3 separate regions of the Zea mays genome follow, and all the other regions are linked to region 1. A link is a contact called in public Hi-C data. All regions are on one chromosome and are shown on one strand. The core of a region is the stretch at or near the end of the contact, and the rest is flanking DNA. Distances in the headings are between cores, read along the strand shown.

Region 1 (4,480 bases), core at 574-3,073:
AATTTTTGGTAGCATCGAAGGAATTGATCTGTTTTTTTTTTACCATCCGGCCGAATGCTTCCATTGCTGCCAAATACAACTGGTGTGTGCCCAGCACCAGCAGCGCATCATGCGTCGTGACTCGTGAGACACCCGTGCCTATAGGTTGGTTACCACTCAAAAATAGTTTGACCACATTTTTGACTCGGCTACGGCCTCGTGAGTCGTGACCAGTGGTCCGAGACTGAAGCCTGCCCAGTGCTCAGCTCACATCCATCCACCCACAACATGGCGATATCCTCCACCCAAAAGGGAGCTTGTTCCATTAGCGCTCAATAATTCATAGCAAGTCAAAACCCATTAGATCTAGATAGATCAGAAATAACCAAACAAGATCTAAAGGCTTATTCGGTTCGCTCTAATCTATATAGATTAAGTGGGTTTAAATATCAAGCAAGTCAATTTTTTTATTTTTTTCCAATCCTAATCAATACATATGTAATGAGAATAATCGAACAAGTTGTAAAATATAGAGCAAAAATACCACTGTGGCAGATCCAGAGATTCCAACAACTAATGTCCACGAGACATCACCAGACCGTGGATGGTACGGCTCCGAATATGAAATCCAGAATCCAGATGCAGCAGGCCATGCCTTTGGAGGTCACATGAGGAGACGGACATCGTTGTGGACTGGGCAAGAGCTTGGCCATGCAGAGATGCAGGATCCAGAGCTTGCTCTGGCATTGCCTGGTCACGTACCATTACAGGCTCTGAACAGAGTTTCTCTCTTTATTTGTTGGTTCATTGCCTTCTCTCTCTCTCCAACCACCTTCTCTTGCTAAATAAGAAAAAAGATGTACTTCCTCGGTCTCAAAATATAAAGCGTATATATGATTCAGGATGCACGAGAAGAGGGTATTTTGGGGAGGGCGCAAATGCACAGATCCGGAGCGTGTTTTCGGGCGAAGCGGAGCGGGAGCAACATCTTCGACACCGTTTAGGCCTTGTTCGGTTACATGGGATAAAATCCTACCATGGATTTAATCCGTTTATGGATTGGGTGAATCCATACCTCACACCCAATCCTATGGTGGGATTAAATCCATCAACTAATCCATATATCTCTCAAAGCTAGTTATTCTTTTGATCCATAGATTCTAATGTAAACTTGTGCAATATCTTTATGGATTTATTCCATACCTAATGAGCTATGGATAGAATTCATGTCTTTCATTGTTAAAAAAAAATCACAAACCCTTGGGTTATATTCCATGATGGGTTTAACCGAATAAAAAAATTTAAGTAGTCTTGGATTATTTTGGGGCATGGATTGTGACATGGATTTAATTCCAATCCATGCTAATCCAGAGCTGGATTGGTGTAAACGAACAAAGCCTTAGTAAGTGACGCTGTGAAAAAACTGCTCCTGGAGCTGGTCCAAAAGCGACACCAAACGGGTTAACTTCGCTGATTTCTCTTTCAGGGTTTGAGTGAAGATTTGGAGTTGATTTCTATTCATTTTTTGTCCTGGGAAGAGCCATGTCAACTGTCTTCCTTTCCTGCTGTGCAACACTGAAACACCAAACGCCCAAGCTTTGTATTCGGATCTTGTGCCCGTTAACTTCGATTGTCCTGTAAAAAAAAATTCTTACGTTCAAAATGGGATACAGGAAACAAAAACGCAGAAAGGAACACCTATAACAGACAAAGTGACGCTATGGTAATAATTGAAGCAATGCCCCCCGCAGCTAAGTTTCAGACGCATCTGTTATCCCGTGCGTTCGTGCATACGAGAGGGTGGAGCCACCTGGTGCTGGTGGTCTCCGCAGTCCCCACTGCTCCCCCTCCATACTAGTGTCTCTGCATGGTATGGCACAGGGATATGCATATGCAAGGCATGAGCAGAGTCACAGAGCTGCCACACACAAGCCATTGCACCTGTCTCCCAGTTTATATAACCTCTAACACTTGCTTCCTTATGCTGTTTCTCTGAATCCAAATAAAGCACCATCCCCCCCATTTTCTATCCATTGCTCACTTGAACTAGAGGGATGGCTAATGGTTGCTCCACGACTACCACAAGCTCCCTGCTCCTCTTCTTCCTTCTCTCTTACTTGCTCATCGGTCATGCTCTCTGCAGCCAAGGCCACAATGGCAGAACATCAGGTTCTTCCCTTCCTTGTACAAACACCGAGTTGTTTATTTCCTTTCTTTTTCTTGCATGGGACGAGCCGCTTCTTTCTTTTAGCATTTGCTTCCTGTTCACTTCCACTGATTATTTGCTCATTTCAATCTAATTTGTGGTGAAGGTGCTGATTATGTGGTGCAATATCTCCACCAGGAATTACCTGGTAAACATATAGTTTTGCAGGAGACCGTCAAGGTACCCATCTCTCTTTCAGATGTAGCGATGTAGCGTTCTTCAGGGTTCTAAGTTTCAAAGGCTTGCAGTACCTTTTTATTCTTTTACACATGTATTATGACAGGAAAACTTTGGAAGGACAAAATGTCAACCACTTGCCTCCAACATCCATCACTCCTCTAGTATTACTGGAAAAAAACTTTAGAATTGAAACAAGGAATGAAACTAAAGTTTTTTTTCTAAAAAAAAGTGGAATACAACCTTGCAATAGATTAACCCACAAATTGCTCAGTGACCTTAAAGCAAGTATAGTTAGCGTGATATTTTCACATGCCTTGTTATTAGGGTCTAAACAAAGGCATATTGCCAAAGTATGCACGGAGAATGTTGATCGGCTCAATTGCGCCAATATGCACATACAACGAGTGCAGAGGGTGTCGATTCAAGTGTACTGCTGAGCAAGTCCCAGTGGATGCAAATGACCCCATGAACAGTGCTTACCACTACAAGTGTGTTTGCCACAGGTGATCTTCAATGAGTAGGAGGAGCTTCTATGTTATTGTGTGTCCTGGAGAATAGTAGTATTTTCGCCCGTTTTTGGTTCTCCCTCTCCTTTTCTTTCTATTCTTTGTTTTCTCTGTTGAAAAAGGCTTCTTTGTCTCATTTCTATTTTACAAGAGGTTAGCTAGTAGAGGACTGGAGTCTGGAGGAGCATTTTGTACTTTAAAATGCCTAGCTCAGGTTATGGACTAGTAATTTTGTTAGTATAAATGGTTACCAATTTTGACATCTGAAAGTATGAATGGCCAGCCAATTCAAGTGCATAAATAGTACGGTTGACCTATGGCGACAATGCATCAAGTCTATGAAGTATGAACAAACCTCAAAATGTACCAACTGCTTGAACAGCCTTGGAGATCTAGGCTGGATCTTCTGAGCATCATCAGTTCTTATGGTCATTCATGGCACTCCTCTTTTACATAGTAATAGAAATAACAATCACCTGTACAATTGGGAAGTATGTTAAACTACACAAACCCACAGAAGGAAAGGTGACAAGAATGGAGCTCATGCAGAGGGAATGCTATTGTGGCCAGCATTCAATCAAATTAGACCTCATTTTAAAGATTAATTAACTAAAAAGTTGTCAGAGAAAAGATGTCAAACCGTTACCTGCATCTCTGACTAAAGTGAATATGCATAGTTTCATTCATGTTGTACATTATTATCAGCAGCAAACTTCTGGTGCCAAAAAAGCACGCAGTTTGCAAGTATAAGGCACAAATATGTATATATAACTTCTGTGAGAATTCAGGTAAACTGAGCTCTGTGCATGAGTTGCCACTGCAGGGCCACAACTGCAATGTATATTGTGAGCAGGATATCGGAGTTCCTTGCAGAAGAATTTATTGCTTAAAAGGCCACTGATGATGGTAACCAAAATTTGTTCCTGGCTACTGCTAAGTATGCATTTAAAGTCATTTAAACCCTTTGTGGTTCACCCAATACCAAGACAAGTTTTAGAATACATCAATGTACAAGAAGATTCATCGAAGCCTTGAGATACAGAGGCCCAACAAATAGTCAGTTATTCATCAAAGGCATCCAGAGGGCTGTGTTTGGACTTGGGAGAATGTGTTGATTTAAAAAGTCGCTTACCCATATCTTTCAGCACTATAAGTACACCCTCACTGAGATGTCATAGGTCACGCAAAAGATGACCCGCACATTAAAAGGTCAGTTATATTTCAGATTAATAATTTCAAAACATAAAACAAGAATTTAGCTTGAGTAAATCACACTACGATGACTCATCAGTCATAACATGTGATGATAGCAATGTGCTACATACTATGACTGTAGCTCAAGACTTGCAGATATCCTAAAAAAAGGGCAACAGGACAGAAAAAAATAGAATACACTGTTATTCTGAGGGACACAATCACACAACAGAGGGGATGCATTCTTCTAGACGGCAAAAAAAATCTGACATGTAGCCACTGTTTTCAAGTCGTCTGAAATCGCGATTAGTCACGAACTCACGATTAATCGTCCAAGTCGGTTTGGACCAATCGTGATTAATCGCCCAAGTTTAGTCGGCCCTAGTCGGTCAGTCAGAACGACTAGCAAATCGTC
Region 2 (4,480 bases), core at 620-3,119, 400 kb before region 1:
CATGATAGTGTATTATGATATATTATAAGGTATATATTGCTACATCAATTACCAACTACACTGTAATAACAACGCAGACTTTGTTGTCCATCAATATGACTAAACACAACTGCCCCTATGACAAGTATGCCTGCCACTGTTGCTAGATAGTTGTGATACTATGTCATGATCGAAGAGCGATGCATGTGACTCCACGCCTAATATAAGATTATGGTTGTTGTGTCATAGATGACCGAGGCCTACAATCCAATCAAATGTGTAATTCTCTCTCCACCCTTGGTCTATAAAAGGAGAGTAGAGTAGCGTAAAAAGAGTACGGAGCCATGTGGCACTAGGTGCAAATGATGGATTGGATCGCCCCATGAGCAGCAAAGGAGAACAAACCTTGCAACAACTATGCACTTAAAGCAACACTAATGCAAACAACATCAAACATTATTCTCAACAAAAAGTTACGATTTACTCCCTCTCTCCTAGAATATAAGATGTAACCATTTTTTGTTCTTGTACATAGGGCGTGCTCTCTTTATACATACGTACATTGATGCACTGGTATAGAGAGAATTAAATGCATTTTTTGGTCTTTAAACCAGATGTGGTTACGCCTTATATTCTGGAATGGAGGGAGTAAATATTAGGAATAGATAAATTTAAAACAATAGTGACCTATCGCACGCAGCAACTTCTACCTTGACGGGCTCATAACGCTATTCTTTCTCAGTTTCTCATGCTTTATTTTTTAGAGAAAGTCACGCCATGTTAGGCCTTGTTCGTTTATTCCCATCACATATGGATTGTATAGGATTAGAAAAAATTATGAAGGATTTTGACTTACTTAGAATTTAATCCCACTCAATCCTATTCAATCCACATAGAGTCATGGACTTAGCATTAAACGAGCATACCCTTAGAGTAATTTCTTGCCATGACGTACTCTTTGGCTACTACTATCATTGGTCAGATGAAGCAAATGATGCTTCTATTGCCATCCTACGAAACCACAGCTTAGCTTCTCTAAACTTTATAGCTTTAAATTTTAAGGCAAAATCTTTAAGATTATTTTCAACCATATGATCTATATTTATTCTCTATATCTCTGCTTTATAAAAATCTTCTAAAAGGTTCTCTCTTATCTATTTCATTTTCTCCAACAACGCCATTTATATCTTGTCTTTTATATGTTAAAAGATATATTTTGCTCTATTTTTTGTGTATATATATATATTGTACTCTTATATATATATATATATTAGTTTTACTTAAAACTATTATTTAAGTATAAAAACGAATAGAAAACATCGTTGGAACCTATACACGAGAGAATGTTCTCTAAATATAGAAATATTTACCAAACTTTGTTGAAGTTAACTAATATTACATTAGAGCAATTTTAGAGCAACTCCAGTAGTTTTTAAAAGACTTCTTAAATCAATAATTTAGACAGTTAACATGAAAACTATTCTCCAACAGTTCTCTAAATGAACTTTCTAAATTTAACAACTTGTCATCTAACCTCATTTTCTCTCTACATTTGGCAACCATTTAACAACTCCCTAAACAAAAATGTTGACTGCATTATATAGTTTTTGTGACTTATTTTTTATGTGGATAGATACAAAACAAAATTACAGCCTATATTTAGAGAACTATTGGAGAACTCACATTTTTTTACTCTAAAAGACATTTAACAACTTCTTAAATCTGTGATTTAGAGAGCTAAAATTTACATAACTATTGAAGTTGCTCTTGGATCTTAAAACACTAAGCCAAAATGCTCTAAAAATTTAGAGCTCTAAAATGTCGAGGAGTGGATCGAATCCAAGCAAGTCTATAGCGGTCTTTTTATCTTACTAAATATTCTCTATTATAAACTCTATTTAGAAAAAAAACAGTATTTTTTTGTTTTCGTGAGCACGGCCAGGCACCAGCGACCGACCGCGACGACGCAACAGCAGGGCATGCAGAATTGCAGATTGCAGAGGCAGGAACTCAAACCGGTCGGACTCCACGACGAGTCGACGACGCACACAAAAAAAAAACAGCAGGCGAGGCGGGATTTAGAAGCTGCGCAGCGCGCATCCCTCCCCCAATCCCGACCCGACCCGACCCCGTCCCCGTCGCCAGATCTCGCGCCCCCTCCCCGGGGCTCGATCGGATCAGCGGCGGCCGGTGATACGGGGACGGGGAGATCTCGCCGAGGTTTGGGCCGGGCCGGGCCGGGCTGGTGGGAGCAGGGGAGCCATGGCGTCGGCGCAGGCGCCGTCCTCCGCCGCCGCGCCGTCGCGCAAGGACCATCTCGAGGCCGGGAAGAAGCGGGTAGGTCCGCTGTTGCTTGTTGCTTGCGAGAAATGTAGTCCTCGGGCACCCGCAATCGCTGATTGGGCAACATGCTTAGGGAAGACGTAGACAAATTAGGGGCATCGTGTTGCTTAGCGCCATGACTGGCGTGCCATTCAATCGGTTTTGCACAGGTTAGAGAAGCCGAATGCTATCAAACTTGTCTGAGATCGTTTTGCGTGTGAAAGACAAGCCAAACGGTACCAATTTTGTCTCGGCTGTTTTGCCTGCCGTACAGAATTCAAATGCATGAAATTTGCCACGTTACTTCAGGCTCAGTCTGCAACTTTTTTGGGATTTAGCTGTTTAGATCTCGCTGGAACGCTGATTCGGCAAATGCTTTACTAGGTTAGCTCTAGAATAACAGTGTTCTGTTTTCTCTGATCCAGCTCGAGCAGTTCCGCAAGAAAAAAGCGGCGAAGAAGGCCAATGCAGCTGGTGCAGAGCAGGCAAAAGTGCCTGCTCCTGATGTAGAGCCAAACCAAGCGAGCACGTCTTCGGTGCCATGGGCTGTATATGAGAATGGCCCAGAGAGTGCTTCCAGCGGTGCAGAATTCCTGTCAAATGCTCCGGTCAATGTATATACTTCTGTTGGTGTTAGTAGTGTTAGACCCCAGCAAGATGCTGTTACTGATGGAGGAAGTAAGTTCTATGGGAACTTAAGCTTCTCTGATCTTGTTAATGGTCATCATGAGAACTGGAGAGGCGATGAAGCCCGTAAAAGGGATGAGCACAGCCCTGACAAGGATGTGCAATCAACATCTAAATTAAGTGCCTTTGGGAACAGCAGTTTAACTTTACCTTCTACTGACAACATGCCAAGTTGGGGAAGAATTTCTTTATCAAGTCAAGTACATGATACCAAGCAATCTAGTTCATATTCATCCAGCACCCTTTTTGGAAAGTCTGAAAATGCTTACTCTCAGGACTACTCCACAAAGAGTGATACCTCTAGTCAGTTGAGAGGTAAATTTGAGGCCTTATTTTCATATGTTGAAACTACAATACGCAATATCCAATAACTTGAGCCTGGGGTTCTTCTGCTCTTTTTTTTTTCTATGTAGATACCTCCAAAGACTCTTCCCAAGTGGAGCAATCTCTGTATGCCAGCACTCGGGATTATGGCAATGCCTTCAATAGTTCAAGGACTATTGTTACTGTAGAGCATGATACAAATGTTGGAATAACTCGGACATCTGCAGATTCCGCACCTGGTGTTAATTTTGAAAGACAGGATCCTTTTCTGTCATCTGGTTATCCAACTACATACACTCGTTCAAGGCCATCGTTTCTTGATTCAATTGGAGTACAAAGAGTCCCTCCAACAACTCAAGCCTCATATAGGGAGCCTGCAAAGGCTAATCAACTATCCCACAATTCGAATTATCAGAGTTCATTTGTGAAGCAATCAAATCAACAACCCACTTCAAGTAATGCTGCAGATATTTCTTTTGCATCAGAAAGTCAGGAATATAGTCATGAAAAGGGGTCATATGGCAGCTCCAACCATCCTGATTTCTCACTTCCTAAAGAAGAAAGAAGTATACAACATGGTAAACAAACATTCCAAAATTTTGCAACTCATGGGAAAGATGACGATTTTGCAACATTAGAGCAGGTGATGAACGTTTAAACTTTTCACATTTTATGTATTTTCTTGAGGACATGATATTATTATAGTAACTAGAGCTGTCATATTGTTGTCATAGTATATAATAGTCATAATACAAATAATGAAGAATCTAAGTGTTTACTTGTATTTTCTGAATTTAGATTTTAAGCTACTAACATGAAGCGCCAACTGTTGGCCTAGCTGTTGTTTTATAAGTGAACTAAAATCTGTGAAAAATGGTCTTATCTCCAATATCTAGTCTGTACATTCACTTAATGAGTAATATTGTACAACTTATAACTAGTCACTTCTTTCTGTGTTACTGTTATGTGCCTTGCAATTGTTTCCATTCTCGTAAATGGCACTATTATGTGTTCTTTGTTGTCAATATTAATTAATATTCTTTACCTTGGATATGTTGACTTGCCTAAGCATTTACCTCTAAGTCTTTATCATTAGGAAGTTAGTAACTTGTGTTGAAAAGATTGCATATATGATTTTTTATTTAGGCCCATCAACATACTATTAATA
Region 3 (4,480 bases), core at 798-3,297, 280 kb before region 1:
TTGTAAATAACCATTTCATGCAGTGAATGTGAATATGCTCATACTTTATCAGTAAATCAAGACCAATGTACACTAATTCATATGGAGTGATTGTTCTAAATAATCCTTTACTACTTCATAGCAATTCCTATTACTAAATGTTCAGGGAATCATATATTTGAATCTCTTGCTATAACACCTATTCTATATGTAAGAACTTTATTGCAACCTACCTAGGTTCATTGGGAGACATTGTACACTTACTATAGGAAATCACCTTGACCAGTGCCTATACATAGGACCTTAGTGGCAAACTGATACGAAGCTCCTCTGCTTTGCTGACTGTCAAATAGCTATGTTTTCAGCCTTCCTAGCTTCCACCATCTCCAGAAAGTGGTGTTTCTGCTCATCCTCAGTCCATGATAGACATCTTAGCATGCTCTCTCTGTCGATCCTCAAACCAAGTGGATCCAGGACTTTTAAATGGCAGTTTTGTTCTCATCAGTGATCTGACCCTTTCTGCCTCCTCCCAGAGTTCTTTCCCAGCATATATGTTTGACAAGAGTATATAGTTCCCAGTGTTCCAAGGTTCCAACTCAAATAGCTTGTTTGCGACAACTTCTGCAATCTCAACGTTATCATATGTCTTGCAGGCACTCAGGAGTGCACCAAGAGCCCCCGGATGTGGCCCCATCGGCATCGTTTGAACCATCTCGAAAGCCTCCTCAATCCTCCCTGCACGCCCGAGCATGTCAATGACACAGGCATAGTGGTCCGCATGGCGCTCAATACCATAATCCTGCACCATTGCCTCCCAATACTCCAGTCCCTTTTCAACATTCCCTGCGTGGCTGCATGCTGTAAGCACACCAACGAAAGTGATAGGGTGAGGCTTGATGTCTTCAGCCCGCATCCTTTCGAACACTGAAAGTGCCAGATTTTCGTGTCCATGTGTTGCCAGGCCGCTAATCAGTGCTGTGTATGGATAGGCATCAGGTCGTGGGATCTCCCTGAAAGCACTCAGTGCCTGCTCAATGTTGCCACACTTTGCGTGCATATCTACTAGTGCTGTAAGAACCTTCTCATTCCTTTCGATCTTCTTCCTGTCGACGTAAGCTCCAACCCACCCAGCCAACTCCGTGCTGCCTATCTGTGAAACTGCAGAGATAACCCCAACCATTGTGGCTCCATCAGGCTCAATCCCAGCAGCCTCCAGATCCCTAAATAAAGCGAGTGCCACCTTTGGCCGCCCAGTCTGTGCATAACCATTAATCATGGCCGTCCGGGCCACGAGATCCTTTGTAGGCATTTTGTCAAACAGCTCACGCGCATTCTGCACCAGCCCGCACTTACAATACCCGACAATGAGCACCATCGACGAGGCCGTGTCCCTCGTCGGCATTTCGTCAAACACACGGCAAGCGGCCGCGAGGTCACCAGCGCTGACGTAGAGGACCACCATGGCGTTCCAGGAGACCTGGGTCCTGGTGGGCATGGCAGCGAAGAGGGACTCGGCGGGACGCACGGAGGCGTTGCGGGCGTGCGCGCAGAGGAGGGAGTTGAAGGAGACCGCGTCGGGGGCGGGGATGTCCGCCAGCGCGGCGTGCGCGGCGGGGAACTCCTCGCACTTGGCGTACAGGTCGACGAGCGCGTTGGCGACGGGGAGGCGGAGCGGGAGGAGCGCGAGGCGGAGCGCGACGGCGTGCAGGGAGGCGCCGAGCGGGAGGAGGCGGAGCGACGCGGCGGCGTTGAGCGCGAAGGGGAGCGTGAAGTGGTCGGGGCGCACGGGCAGGCGCGGCATGATGAGGAGCAAGGCGAGCGCGGCGCGCGGGCGCCGCTTGGAGAGGCGGCTGATGGCGCCGTTGAGGAGCGAGCGGACGAGGGCGGGCGCGGTGGCCGCGGCGTGCGAGCGGACGAGAAACGCGTGCAGCTCGGCGCGGGGCGGTGGCGGGTGGTCGGAGGCGAGCGCGCGGACGATGCGGTCGAAGTGCGGTTTGCGGATGGGCTGGGCCGCCATGGCGCCGCCGCGTGGTCGAAGCGTGACACACTGACACGGGGGGAAAGAGAGAGGAGGGGACTGTGGGTCTGGGGTCTTTTTTATACGTCGGAGTTTTGAAAACTTCTGGGCTGGGCCTCTCTTGCGATGTGTGGGTTGGGGTCTACGGTACAGTTTCGGGCCATCAGTGAATTCAGCCCAAATTTGGTTTTAATTTTTCCTTTGCTTTTATTTTCTTTTACATCTTTCTTTTTTTTCTTTTCTTTTCAGGCAGTGTGGCCTCTGGGTAGCACGGCAATCAGGACATGGAGTATATATATTTCACCTCGACCAGCAATCAAGTTCCAAAATAAAACTATCCGAGAGAAGCCTCCGGAGCACACCTCAATGTCACGGTGTCGGATGTCAAGTTGTCAGGGCTCCTACCTAAAACAAACAGTTGATATTGTGATCAACCTGCCCTGGACTGTCTGTCCTCCTTGAATCCTCGCCACGTTGACAGCGCTCCTACTCAAAACGGTGGACAGGGGACGTCACCGGACGCGTCTCTCCCCTCCTCCAGGCTCCATCCCTATCCTTCCGCGGTTCCGCCCACATAATCCACAGGCCGGAAGAGCCACGCCAGGTGACCACGGCCAACCGGGCAAATGGCTCGTTGGCATTGGCCAGCAGCGGCACCTACTGCAGCAACCCACCCCGGCAGCCTGCAGGAAGCTGCAGTTGATACGCTTGTCTTGTCTCCTTACCGTCATCGTTCCTCCCTCGCACATGCGATGCGCCCGCTAATCGCGTCGCGTCCGGTCACGTCGCTGTTGCCCGTCACTCCCCACTCCAGCACTGACACGTAGGACGTACCCCCACCTCTCAGCTGGACCCGCGTGTCAGCATCTCAGCGGCTATCCTTTCCTGGAGCAGTGGTCACAACTCACACGAGCTTTAACAGTTAATTATAGCAAGAAAAAAAAGGAGGGGGGCAACCGGGTCAAGTTTAGACCGCGACGAACCAGTCATCAGTGCAACTAGTACCAAAACCACCCCGGCCGGGAGCAAGCGATGTGTGGCACTGGCATGGCATCTCCTGCGATCCAGATATTCCTGAGCTGTCGGGTTAGTCGAACAGGGGATTTTGGGTCTCCATGCGCATCATCCTGTCCGCTTGTGACCGAGAATTATTGCCCCGGACTCGTCACATGCGTACCTGAACCCCCAGTGCCACCCAATCATGCACACGCTAGCTCACCAGATGTCCAGATCTACTTCTTTCGACTACCAGTAAAACTATATCGCTTCGTTTCGTTGTTGGATTCGATAGAGAAAAAAATACTAGTAATGATTAAAGATTCGAGGGGTTGGTTAGCTAAGCTGCACCGAGGAATTAGTTGGCGAGACTGCAGCCGGTAGGATAGAGAGGAGGCATCTTCTGTCTGTCTGCACTGCAGACATGGACAGTGTGACCATCCACCCAGACCCGGTATTGCTATTCGCTGTAGGGAGGTAGGGTAGTGACTGGTGAATGGTGATACCCAGAGAGAGACGAGGGGACTAGTCAGCATCTGCCATGTCGAATCATGGTCTTTTTCTCAGACAACACCTCACTCTCTCTCTCTCTCTCTCTCCGGCCCGCGAAGGGGACGGGATGATGCCATGCCACGATGGAACGGACGGAGACCGCGTCACAGGCCTCGCTCCTACGGCGGCGGAGACGGATGCAGGCAGGCATCAGCGAGACAACGACGCTGGCGATGCAAGAGAGTGTGCACTGAATCGCAGGCCAATGGATTTGCATGCATTTGGGCAGGGGGAAGGAAGAAGCGTGATTGGATTTGCATTCCAGTTTCCAGCCAGATTCGTTTCGTCACGACGCGAGTAGCGCGCAGCCCGCATCCATTACCGCGCGCCAAAAAAAAAATCGCCGGCGGTCGTCCTCGCCGCCGCTACGCCGCACGACGCAACGCGAGGGGGACACGCGTGCTGCCGGCGGATTCCGGCCGAACAGAACACGGACATGAACGGAAGACAGCAGGAAATGACAACAGCTTGACGAAACGAACAATGATAGACGAGGTTGGTTACTAGTGTAGCCACTAGTAGGAAGCAGAAAAAAGAAAACAGATGGAAATGCCCACGCTATCTATGTGCATCGAAGAAGGCCGGCGATCGCCCGTTCTCCTCTCAAAACTGCGCTCGTGATCCTGGCTCGCCGGCGCCGTCGAACCCTCCTCCGTTCTCCTCCACCCATCATCGCCGGGACGCCGCGGCGCCCACCACGGCCAATCCGCCCTCGCCCACGTCCTCCAGCCGCTGCGGGCGCCGGAGAAGAAACTCAGGACTCGCAAACAGCGCCAACGATTCTATCAAAAAAAAAAAAAGACCGAGGGTCGAGAGATGGGTTTATTACCTGCAGGAGCGGGTCGGGCGTGCAGGCCGGCGGCGCGTCGAAGACGGCGAGCGGGAGGTGCTTCTTGACGACGCCGACGTTGAAGTAGATGACGCCGGAGGAGGGGA

The links. Hi-C and Micro-C count contacts between places; a contact is called where the count stands out from the background.
Region 2: a contact with region 1 is called in a Hi-C map of ear, with 2.2 times the contacts expected there. The contact joins the promoter of LOC103650859 here to the promoter of LOC103650856 in region 1. A contact is called at or near these places in 2 of 25 Hi-C or Micro-C datasets (ear and tassel).
Region 3: a contact with region 1 is called in a Hi-C map of ear, with 2.4 times the contacts expected there. The contact joins the promoter of LOC111946235 here to the promoter of LOC103650856 in region 1. A contact is called at or near these places in 3 of 25 Hi-C or Micro-C datasets (ear, leaf and tassel).

Annotation. Positions count from the first base shown.
Region 1 is chr3:164,498,952-164,503,431 of Zm-B73-REFERENCE-NAM-5.0, reverse strand. LOC103650856 (EPIDERMAL PATTERNING FACTOR-like protein 9) reads left to right here and starts at 1,823. Exons shown (of 3, transcript XM_008676450.4): 1 at 1,823-2,148; 2 at 2,292-2,365; 3 at 2,690-3,172. The coding sequence starts at 2,034. The coding sequence ends at 2,872. It also overlaps a transcript of LOC100193045 not described here.
Region 2 is chr3:164,898,903-164,903,382 of Zm-B73-REFERENCE-NAM-5.0, reverse strand. It overlaps LOC103650859 (protein BLISTER), which reads left to right and starts at 1,869. Exons shown (of 13, transcript XM_008676452.3): 1 at 1,869-2,316; 2 at 2,727-3,303; 3 at 3,402-3,955. The coding sequence starts at 2,242.
Region 3 is chr3:164,781,821-164,786,300 of Zm-B73-REFERENCE-NAM-5.0, reverse strand. It overlaps LOC111946235, which reads right to left and starts at 2,047. Exons shown (of 2, transcript NM_001360701.1): 1 at 244-2,047. The coding sequence starts at 1,996. The coding sequence ends at 392. It overlaps LOC100276614, which reads right to left. Exons shown (of 2, transcript NM_001360700.1): 1 at 4,374-4,480; 2 at 4,019-4,276. The coding sequence ends at 4,214.